2 separate regions of the Mus musculus genome follow, and region 1 is linked to region 2. A link is a contact called in public promoter capture Hi-C data. All regions are on one chromosome and are shown on one strand. The core of a region is the stretch at or near the end of the contact, and the rest is flanking DNA. Distances in the headings are between cores, read along the strand shown.

Region 1 (6,066 bases), core at 1,593-4,092, 200 kb after region 2:
TATCCATTATTCAGAATTTAAGAATAAAGCTATTATTGGTGTTACAAATATCTTTAGGGTTAGGGACTCAGCCACCCATGACATCATGCCTGCAAGGCAATCATGGTATCACTGAGCTGTGTCCCCAGCCCTGCCCACTGAGCTGTGTCCCCAGCCCTGCCCACTGAGCTGTGTCCCCAGCCTTGCCCATTTAACCTCTTAGTGCTGTTTCAAAGCAATTAAGCAGTGTCTTCTGCTCAATTTTCTGACCCATGGTAAAAAATCTAATGCTATAAAAAACACTTGGCAAATAGCAAAGTGTTTTGAAAGTGTTTGTCAAAATGTAAAAAATAAGGAGTTCTACTTATTTATTTAATCTTGTCATGGCCATGTATTTGGACGGGCTAAATTAAGTTTTATTTATGGCATAATTTCACAATAACTTCTCTTAAATGTCTTTTACAAACATCAGTGCATATATGTGGGATATATAGTGCAAAACTATAAATAAGTTAGTTCAGTTTTTTTTTCTTTTCTCAAAACAAATTCTGGTTGTAAAACACCTATGTATTATACTGGGGAGTCCAATTTAAAGCAAAACAAAACCATTCTTACTAAGAAGCAAAACTTTCAAATCATTTACACATTCACATTCTATGTATTTTTCTCATAGTCAACAAGTGGACTCAAATGGTTTAAGATACCCCACTATTTAAAGAGAAAAGTGTCTGCAATAATTTGAAACCACGGAATTAACTTTATTTCAGCACTGGCTGCAATCTTCATAATTTCTTTGAGTTCCTCCTTTGATACATAGCAACAGCTTTTAATCTCATTGGGATCTGGATTCAAGGTTACATCCTTCCTCAGCAACAAAATGTAATCAATTTCACATTCACCCAAGATACCATCAGATTGGACCTTGTAGTAAATTCTTGTTAGGTAACTGATTTCATTTAGATCAACCTCTTCCAAGAGGATTCCCAACTCTGCTTTTAAGCACCTCTGTGCTGCTCGCTTCACAGCAATGGCATTGTTTTCATCCAGCTCACCTGGACACTTAATAGATGACTACAGCAACTATTGGTGAAACAACCTGGAAAGGTAATTTTAGCATCTGATCTCTGCTGTAACAGGAGCTTATTTTCATTATTAAACAAGAAGACACTAAATGCTCGGTGGATGTAATAATCCTTTGTTGATGGATTCATTCAGGTGACAGTTTTTCTTGGTGTCAGCTCCAATTTTATTGCCATTTTCATCAATAAGAATACACATCTTTGCTACAAAGTAAACTGATTTTTCATCAAGATGGTTGGTATTTATTTCAGGCATTATGACCTGAATGTCTGACCTGACCTAGAACACAGAGATTCCAGTTAGAGGTAGTCTCGTGTATTTTTAGATGCATGTCCTATTACACATTTGCACCATGAGTTCCCAAATTTATGCCGTTACAGTGCTCCCTCTACTCCTGTCTAAGTCCTGTGCAATAGGCACTAAGTATCATCTGCCTTTGGGAGAAAGGTATAGTGTTGATTCAAAAAACTCTCACCTCAATGGAGAGAAAAGAGAACTTATTCTAGAACCAAATGAGTGATCATGGCTTGGAAACACAGATTTATGTCACCCCCTGTCCCCATGTTCCATGTTTCAACATGGAAGTAGTTTCATGAAGCTTTTTTATAGTAACAGAACAAAGAAAATCATCAGTCAAGACAGGTTTCTACATTAGTGGGATGGTTAGGTACGTTTTTTAAAAGTGGGGAAACCTGTTTTAGGCTTCAGGTGCTATTTGACAGTACTCGGAAAACTAATACCCTGTGCATTCCAAATGAAAGCTTGAACTCGGTGTGTTCCAGCTGAAGGTCGTGAAGATGTTAGGTACACAGGAGGACAATACATTAAGGCTACTAAGAGATCTGCAAATGGCCCATGATAAATTGGCTCTGGATTTGCAACACTGTAGATTCTTCTATGTCAGTCCGTGCTAGGCAAGATACACTCCCCACCTTGGACATGATGGGGGCTTTGTTTGTTTGTTCCTTTGGTTTTTGTTTTTGTTTTTTTGTTTTTTTTCGAGACAGGGTTTCTCTGTATAGCCCTGGCTGTCCTGGAACTCACTCTGTAGACCAGGCTGGCCTCGAACTCAGAAATCCGCCTGCCTCTGCCTCCCGAGTGCTGGGATTAAAGGCGTACGCCACCACACCCAGCTCGGATACGACGTTTTTAATGGGGAAAAAAAAAAATCTGTCAACAAAATCGAAAATTATGTGAAAAAATTCCATTTTCTCCTATCTCAGTGGTGGAATTAAGTTAAATCATTAAATCTTTTTTTTTTTTTTTTTCCCCCGAGACAGGGTTTTTCTGTGTAGCCCTGGCTGTCCTGGAACTCACTCTGTAGACCAGGCTGGCCTCGAACTCAGAAATGCGCCTGTCTCTGTCTCCCAAGTGCTGGGACTAAATCATTCATTCATTTTGTTAATATCATATCATAGCATACAAAGTATTTAAACATTATAACATTAAGTACCTTAAACTACATTCCTTTTGGGCTGATATGCTACAATTACTTCTGCGAAGCTAAATCATTTTCCCAAACCAGTTTTAGGACCTATAAAGTGACTTTCATGAGAACGAAGTATTTAACTAGGCTTCTGGTCACTGTCTTTTTCACATGCCTACACACTCTGTCCTTGCACACGGTCAAAAGCCGACCAAATACTAGGAATTCGGTTGAAGCCCATCATCTTAAGCAGGGAGTTGGGGTTTTGGGTCATTTGCTGCCTGGAACCCACCAGGTGGAGAAGGTTGCAGGCCGGCCGCATTTTCTGCGCACGCGCGCGCACCAATCCGGCCGCGTGTTCCGTTTAAGGGGCGGAGCCTCATCGCTCTTGTGGGGGCCACTGTCGAGCGGAGTCGCTTTTGGGTGTCCTTGGCCGCAGCTGGAAACTGACGGCCACCTTCTCCAACTCGCAGCATGCTGTTGGGGTTGGGCGGCCGGTGGGCAGCGGGCCTATGGCCGGGCCGGACGAGGACGACGTGGTGTGTGGCCGCCGCGCTCCGAGGTTCCGGGATCGCTTTCTGGCGTGCGGCCTCGCTAGCCGAGCCAGAGCGGCTCCGGAGCGGCGGGCATCTAGCGCTAGCCGAGTCTTGCGGGCCACCCGGGCGAGCGCAGGTCGGCTGTTCGTAGGCTGTGGTGGTGGGGAGCGGGCGCAGCATGGGGTCTGGGAACTCCAGTGCTGAGGGGACACTCCCGGTGCGGGCCTGGGAGGAGCAGGCCTCGACCTCGGGGTCCGCAGCTGCTGTCAATCCAGGGATTGATTCTCCTTTCGAAGGCTATTAAAGCACCACAAATGGTTCTTTTTGTTGTTTTTCAGAGACAGGATGTCCCAGTTTTGTAGACTCACCTGTCCTGAATTCGCTATATAGACCCGGTTGTCCTCGAAATCAGAGACTCGCCTACCTATTGACTTCCCATTCTAGGATTAAAGATTTGCTCTGCTGCGCAGGGACTTATTTCTTACTCTAGAGCTAAAGGTCAGAAGGGCGCTAAGTGCTAAGAAATTGATGCAGCACGTGGAGCTAGCCTCCTAAGTTGTGTTACTTGTCCGTTTTTAGGAATTTCTTTGATTACGGAGTGAAAGGTGGGGTGTGGATGTTATTGAACAAAGTACGTAGTATGTTAAACTATACTATAAAATGTAAGAATTTTGTGGGTTTTCGAGACAGGGTTTCTCATGTGTAGTCTTGGCTAACCTGGGACTTGCTCTGTAGACCAAGCTGGCCTTGAACTCAGATATCCCCTGCCACTGCCTCCAGAGTGCTGGGATTAAAGGTGTAGCTCGGCAAGAATTTTATGTATATTAAGCTACATTGTAATATATAAGAATTTTAAAAACTTTTAAGAAATGCTGAAAGTGGTAATTGAATTATTTGTTGTTAGTTGCTTGTGGGTGGGTTTCCCTGTGTAGCCCTGGCTGATCTGTTGACCAGGCTGGTGCTGGCTTCAAACTCACAGATAAAAGGTGTGTGCTATAGCCAAGGGTCTCGAGATATTGGACTCTTAACTGAATTTCAACACAAATTAGGCATACTTTTTACATTTTTAAATGTGAGCAATGTGAAATTCATTTTTAGATGCTCATTTATACATACTTGGGAAACTCCTGTTTCATATAGCTTTCAAGCAGTTTTTCAAGCAAGCTTTCTTGCTAAGAGATAGAAGGCCCAGGGTATGGTAGTGGCACAGACTTAAAGTCCCAGTGTTAGCTCTGGAGGCTCAGACAGAGGATCAGCATGAGCTTCATGGTCAGTTGGAGGCCAACATGGACCACATTGATGACTGGACTTGATCTTCAAAACAAAATGGGGTACAAGGTATATGCAAGGCTTTCAGGGAGACAGCCTTAAAAATGCTAGTTATTCATGTAACTAGTTCCTAAGTACTAACCACAGGGGTGGTAGGAGAAGCCTAGTCTGTGGAGGCTTTTGTCTTCAGGATGGGAGTTTGATCTCTGGACATGCCTGTGCATACGAACCCACCAAACAAAACAAAGCAAAACAAACCCCTCAATTTACAGTATTTTGCTAAGATTGTTTTTTGTTGTTTTTTGACTGGACTTGAACTCAGAGATTTACGTGCCTCTGCCTCCTGAATGTTGGGCTCAAAGACATGTACAGTCATGCCCTCTGTATTTTCTTAGATTATTACATTAAAGCAAATTTAAACAAATGTTTTTGCCTATGTAGTATCTGTGTACATACATGTGGAGGTCATCATTGACTGTCTTCTATCTCAATCTTATTTAAGATTTTTTTGAGGCCAAGTTGGCCTCAACTCAGATCAGCCTGCCACTGTCTCCCAAGTGCTGAGACAAAGGGCATGCACCACCACTGTGTAGCACGACTTTTACTTTATATGTATGGGTGTTTTGCTTTCATGTATGTGTATACATACGTACGTACATACATACATATGAACGAACCACACCTATCAGTGCTCATGAAGGCCCAGAAAGGGCATGGATGCCAAGGGCTTGGGTTGCAGAAGGTTGTAAGACACGTAGGTGCTGGGACTCTGAACCTTGGTTGTCTGGAAGCGCAATGAGCCTCTCCATCCTGAAGCCTGGTTTTAAGAGATAAGATCTCTGACTCTGGAGCTCTCTGGTTGGCTAGAGTGGCCGGCAGGAAGCCTGGGAATCCTCTAGGTTATTTGAGAGAATTCTTTGCATGGCATTGTAACAAGTTCTCTTTGTTATATTTAAATGAAATAAAAACAACATTGATAGAAATAAAAATTTGTTCAACCAGTTACTCAATGGTTTCTTGTTTCAGCAGATACCTGTTTGTTGGGAACAATGTGTCCGCTGCTTCCATACACAAGTTGATAAGCCAGAAAATGGCAGGCTGATTTATACTGGAAACCTGGCCCGAACGATATTTGGTGAGTAGTCTGAAGTGAGATTATTTCCTTATTTTCCTTTTTCTTTTTGAGATTATAAAATAATTACGCTTCTCCCTTCCCCTTCCTGCCTTCAAAACTTCCTATATCCCCTCCCCCGTTAGTTTCGTTTAAATTCATGGCGTCTTATCCTCAGTTATTGCATGGATATATGTATATGCATAAATATTTCTAATTATAATTTGTTGAATAGATACAGTGTTACTTGTTTGTGTTTTCAGGGCTGACCATTTTGTGATGAAAAACCAGTTGATGTGTTCTTTCCTGGGGAAGACCACCTCTCCCAGGCCCAGCTTTACTCAATTGCCTGTAGTCTTTGCATGGGGTTGAGATCTCTGGGGCTTGTGCCCAGTAAACCTTTTTTAGCATATGTTAGTTAACCTTGTTGTTTGTTTGTTTTGTTTTGTTTTTGTTGTTGGTGGTGTTTTTTTTTTTTTTTTTAGCATGTCTCAATTATTTTTTTCCTTAAAGCTTTTTGAAACAATGTAGAGGTTGAGACTTTGTTTTTAGGGTTTCAGTGATGTTTAAAGGCCGAGTTGCAGTGTGTGATTTGATACCTAGGCACTGAAGCTTCCCTTCCATCATTATTTGTCTTAGAATAGCCAACAGACAAATACAACTCT
Region 2 (5,978 bases), core at 2,040-4,539:
CCAGCCCTGAGATGGTCCCACCCACAAGGGGCCTTTCCCCCTTGATCACTAACTGAGAAAATGCCTTACAGTTGGATCTCATGGAGGCATTTCCTCAAATGAAGCTCCTTTCTCTGTGATAACTCCAGCTGTGTCAAGTTGACACAAAACTAGCCAGTACAATACCCAAGATACATTTTGCAAAACACAAGAAAATCAAGAAGAAGCAAGACCAAGCAAGTATGGGATACTTCATTCCTCCCTAGAATAGGGAATAAAATATCCATGGATGGAGTTTCAGAGACAAAGTTTGGAGCTAATATGAAAGGAGGGACCATCCAGAGACTGCCCCACCCAGGGGTCCATCCCATAATCAGCCACCAAACACAGACACTATTGCATACGCCAGCAAGATTTTGCTGAAAGGACCCTGATATAGCTGTCTCCTGTGAGGCTTTGCCAGTGCCTGGCAAATACAGAAGTGGATGCTCACAGTCATCTATAGGATGGAACACAGGGCCCCCAATGTAGGAGCTAGAGAAAGTACCCAAAGAGCTGAAGGGGTCTGCAACCCTATAGGTGGAACAACAATATGAACTAATCAGTACCCCCAGAACTCGTGTCTCTAGCTACATATGTAGCAAAAGATGGCCTAGTTGGCCATCATTGGGAAGAGAGGCCCCTTGGTCTAGCAAACTTCATATGCCCCAGTACAGGGGAAGGCCAGGGCCAAGAAGTGGGAGTGAGTGGGTTGGAGAGCAGGGCGGGGGAGGGTATAGGGGACTTTTGGGATAGCATTTGAAATGTAAATGAAGAAAATATCTAATAAAAAAAAGAAATAATTTTTTTTTTCAAAAGAAGTCAGGGATGGTAGCACACACCTTTAGTACCAGCATTAAAGGTAGAGGCAGGCAGATCTCTCTGAGTTTGAAGCCAGCCTGTAGCACTTGGCAAATTACAAGACAGCTAGAAATACACAGTCTTAGTCTCAATAAACAACAAACAAAAAATTTTTGAAAGATATTCTGTAATATTTCAGAAAAATATCCTGGAATATACATATCTCACAAACTATGTGAATCTAGAATATGTACAAAATCCCCGTCATTAAAAAGAAAACATATTTTTTTAAACAATGTAACTCCCAACCATCCCTTTTTAAAGAGACCATTCTAACACCAGTGGACAAATGACACCATGGACGAGCGAGCACACTTCACCAGCAGCTTCATCATCCATAGGGAAATGCAAATGAAAACCACAATGAAGTATTAACACCGCTGTCATGAAAAGCTAAAAAAGTCAAATGATAAACAAGACCACAGAGAGCCCTCCTAACTGCTACTAGGGTGCACCAGTGGCAGCTTGGCCGTGTGTGTTAATTCTTAGTACATGGAAACCTATTACCCAGCAGTACTGATGATCCTAGGTTCACTCCCAACAGAAAGGTGTATATACAAGAATGTTTACAGCAGTATTATTTCCAAGTGTCCAATCTGCAAACAATTCAATACTACCAAATTACTGTCTATTCATGCAATGGAATGCTATACAGCCATTATCATTGTAAACACAATGCAGTATCACTTTAAAAACAATGCAGATGAATCTCACAAACACCAATGTAAAAAGAAGTTATCAGCAGAGTAATGTGTGATTCCAACAATCATAACTTCATGAGCCGGACTCAGAACTGTTTCCTTCAGCTTACCCACTGGAAGAGAAAGAAGGAAAACTCCTAAGGCAATGGCAGACCCTACAGTAGTGTTTCTTAGAAGAGCCTATTCAGCTTGGCAACAGTAATGTGTGCACTTGCCTGCATGTACTTAAAAGCTTGTCCCAAATATTCTTTTCCATTTCCAACTTAGTCTAACCCCCACAGTGGAAATGCACCTCCACTGGGCTTTGAGACTTTTGTTATCTTTCTTGGAGTCTTCCTGAGGTAGTCCTTGCAGTAATTCATAGGGCAGAGCTGAGCTCACAAGTCATCCTGTTTTACATTAGAAGCCTTAGAGAGCTCCTTCTCTTCTACACCAAGGCCTACACCCTACACCCTTGGAGGATAGCACATGCAATATTCAATACTCAGGAGGCTTTTAAACTTTTTATTCAAAAGTATGGCACTGGCTGCCTAGCTGATCACCTTGCTTTCTTATCTTCTACAATAACTAAACTCATCACCACACACAAACTCTTCTCACCAAACCCACTGACCGATTCTTACTCCTGGACCCGTCATCATCATAGGATTCCTTCAGTCTACAATGTTCTTTCCTTTTCCCTATACCTGGCTAGTCTCCATACAAGGTCTGCATCTTACCTCAGTCCATTTGATCATTACTTTTAAGATTAACAGCTGTGGAGCAGAGACTGAAGGAATGACCATCCAGAAACTGCCCCACCTGGGGATCCATCCCATAAACAACCACCAAACCCAGACACTATTGTGGATGCCAACAAGAGCTTGCTGACAGGAGCCTGATATAGCTGTCTCCTGAGAGGTTCTGCCAGTGCCTGACTAACAAAGAAGTGGATGCTCACAGTCATCCATTAGTCGGAATACAGGGTCCCCAATGAAGGAGCTAGAGAAAGCACCCAAGGAGCTGAAGGGGTCTGCAGGCCCCTAGGAGGAACAACAACATGCACTAACCAGTGCCCCTAAAGCTCCTTGGGACTAAACCACCAATCAAAGAAAACACATGGAGGAACTCTAGCTGCATATGTAGCAGAGGATGGCCTAGTCAGTTATCAATGGGAGGAGAGGCCCTTGGTCCTGTGAAGGTTCTATTCCCCAGTGTAGGGAAATGCCAGGTCCAGGAAGCAGGAGTGGGTGGGTTGGGGAGCAGGAGAAGTGAGGAGAGGATAGGGGATTTTCAGAGGGGAAATTAGGAAAGGGGATAACATTTGAAATGTAAATAAAGAATCTAATTAAAAAAAGATTAACAGCTGCTATTGTTCACTTGGCACTGTCGATCATTAAATTATGTATTTGTGTATAATAATGTATGATCTTCACAGAGAAAGGCTGAATGCCTCTTACATTTGTAACAGCAGTGATTAATACATACTGGTACATTATACACAATAACAAGTTTTTACAAATCACCAAAGTAGGTCATCTTTACCCACTTCAAACTGAACAGGTTAGGCTTCTTAGCTACTGTAGTAACATGTGGATTACACAAGCTTCCTCAGTGAATGCCAAAACAAGTTAAACATAGCGAAAGGGTCACTACAGAAAACCCTGAAGTCTGGGAGAGAGCCTTGAAAGAACAGACTATTTACCAAGCACAGGATAGTCAAGGAGGAAGTGCCTTGCTGACCTGAGCCTCCTGACAAGTGAGGGACTAATCAAACAGAGCAGAGTCACCTTAGCTGGTGTGGTCCTCACCTCCTTGTGAAAGAGGCCTAAAGCTGCATTAGCACTGGTGTTGAGATAAGAGTTTGTATTGCTATGTTAACAGATGAATGAGTGTTCACAGACACATGGCTAAAACCGAACTCAGACCAACTTCATTAACTTGACATCATAAATTAGTGCACTCTGCCTAACACAGGTTTGCCTCTTCCCGAAAGATAACTGGACACGTGATGTTGTTGGTAGTGATGCAATTAATCAGCTTTCAAAGCTGCTCTTAGGAACTCAAAATTAGTACTGCCATGTATTTAAGAATCTTGTTCATGGACAGATTTGGAGAGTTCTTAATAAACTTCACATGAATGTTCTAAATTATCAGCTGTTTTCAATATTTATACAACAAGCAAAATATTTAATAAAATGGCTTTATAATTTTGCATTACACTAAAAAAGAACTTAATTATTAAAATGTATTATATTTATTACGCTTTTAAAAAAGAGAAATGATTTCTTTACTTTAGAAGAAAAGCATTTCCTGCATTTGTATCCCCATGTGTTCTAGACAACATTCAAAGGGATAGATTTTTACAGTGTCGACTAAGGTGAATTTTAAAAACAAATATCATTCTCTTCTTTGCTGTTATCTTAATTACAGTGTGTGTGTGTGTGTGTGTGTGTGTGTGTATGTGTGTATGTGTGTTTATGTGTGTGTATGTGTATGTGTGTGTATATGTATGTGTGTATGTGTGTATGTGTGTGTGTGTGTGTATGTGTGTGTATGTGTGTATGTATGTGTGTGTACATGTGTGTATGTGTGTGTATGTATATGTGTGTGTATGTGTGTGTGTGTGTGTGTGTGTGTGTGTGTGTGTACTATTAACTTGGTGCTCTCCTATTATACAAATGCAACACACAAAGAAGAGTAACACATCAGCACATAGCACAAGGAAGGAAACAAACCAATGCCATACCTGGGTTATTATTGACATTACTTTTAGGTGGTTTCTGAACTGGTTTGGGAAGCGTAGATTCAGTCAAAGCTTTGTTAGCAACAGCTTGTTGGGCCTTCTTTATACTGCTCCCTTCGGATTCCCATGTCTGCTCGCCAAGACTCAGCTGCACCGAAAACATCTTGGAAAGACCAGATAGAGAAAACATAAAATTTTTCAGGTACCAAACCTGGTGGTCTGAGAACACACACACACACACACACACACACACACACAAACACCATAGAACAAAAACTGGTGGTCTGAGAAAACTCACACACCATAGAACCAAAATTGTACCAGAAGTATATTAGAAATCATTTGCAACAATAACAAATCATATTCTACCTAAGAAAGAATCTTAGATTATACCAAACTGTCTGATCTTATTCAAAGACATAGCAGCAGCTCTAAATACATTTTAAATGGACTAGACCAAGGCAAAACTCTTTTCCAAAATAGAATTACATTGCTAATGTTCTTCAAACAGTCCTGGGAAAATTGTAGATACAACAAATAAGAGAAACTAACAGAAGTCAAGCAGTCATGGCCCTTACACCTTCATACATTCAGTGTTAGAGCACTACTCAGTTCTCACACTGTGCCCTTACCCAGCACACAAGTCTATTCAGGCTGAGTCCACGGACATTTCTCAAATCTTCCTCATCTTCCTGGAAGAACACTGTACTGGGCCCATCCTTTCATCCTGCTTCACTTAGATGTGGTAACCTAAACTTACTGCTGCTAAAACTACTGTGCTGGTTTGAAAGAAAATGGGTCCATGGACACATATTGAATATGTGGTCCCAGCTGGTGGAACTGTATGAGAAGGATTAGAAGTGGTCATGTTAGAAGACATGCATCACTGGAGACAGCTCTGAGGTTTCTAAAGCATTGGCTCTCTCTACCTTCTATCTGTGGTTTGAGATGTGAGCTCTCAGCTGCAGCTTCAGCTGCCTGCAGCCTGCTAACTCTACCCCACCATCACGGACTGTTCTCTGTCTGGAATCTTTTCTTTTTTCAAAGATTTATTTTATTTATATGACTATTTTATAGCTGTCTTCAGACACACCAGAAGAGGGCACTGGATCCCATTACAGATGGTTGTGATCCATCATGTGGTTGCTGGGACTTGAACTCAGAACCTCTTATAGAACAGTCAGTGCTCTTAACCAGTAAGCCATCTCTCCAGCCCCTCTCTCTAGATTCTTAAGCCCAAAATAAACTCATCTTGATCATGGTATTCCATCATGGCAATATACAAGTAATTAAATACTCTGTCTTTCTGCAGGAGAACTATATACCCCTATAAGTCCAGTACTCAGAAAGCAAACACAGGCATGAGGGGCTGCCATTCAAGCCCAGCCTGAGTGACAGTGAAACACTACCTCACAGTAAAAATGGAAGAGTGAGGTGGTAAGGACAATGGCTCACTCCATAAAGGCTTTGCCATGCAAGTATAAGAACATGAGTCAGTACAGAGTATCCACATAAAAAGCTAGGTCTGCTTGCCGGTCAGACAGTCTTATCCCATCAGTGAGCTCCAGATTTAGTGAGAGAAAAAGTGAAGTGGAGAGCAATAAAGAAAGACAACCAGTGTGAGCCTCTGGTGGCTACTCGACACACATATACACAGCATACCTGCACACTAA

What was found. Promoter capture Hi-C pulls out the DNA fragments that hold promoters and counts their contacts.
Region 1: a promoter capture Hi-C map of the C10 cell line shows a contact between it and region 2. The contact joins the promoter of Tmem70 here to the enhancer-like site in region 2. A contact is called at or near these places in 5 of 39 promoter capture datasets (the C10 cell line, the HPC-7 cell line, liver and 1 more) and 1 of 9 other capture datasets (pancreatic islet).

What each region holds. Positions count from the first base shown.
Region 1 is chr1:16,662,349-16,668,414 of GRCm38.p6, forward strand. It overlaps Tmem70 (transmembrane protein 70), which reads left to right and starts at 2,843. Exons shown (of 3, transcript NM_027415.2): 1 at 2,843-3,157; 2 at 5,320-5,425. The coding sequence starts at 2,960. It also overlaps the pseudogene Gm7654.
Region 2 is chr1:16,458,727-16,464,704 of GRCm38.p6, forward strand. It overlaps Stau2 (staufen double-stranded RNA binding protein 2), which reads right to left. Exons shown (of 14, transcript NM_025303.3): 4 at 4,309-4,468. Among named protein-coding and RNA genes, the nearest start is that of Stau2, 58 kb to the right of the region's middle. Within about 2 kb of position 3,290, at least 2 of the 459 cell types and tissues checked have an H3K27ac peak or open chromatin away from gene starts, as enhancers often do.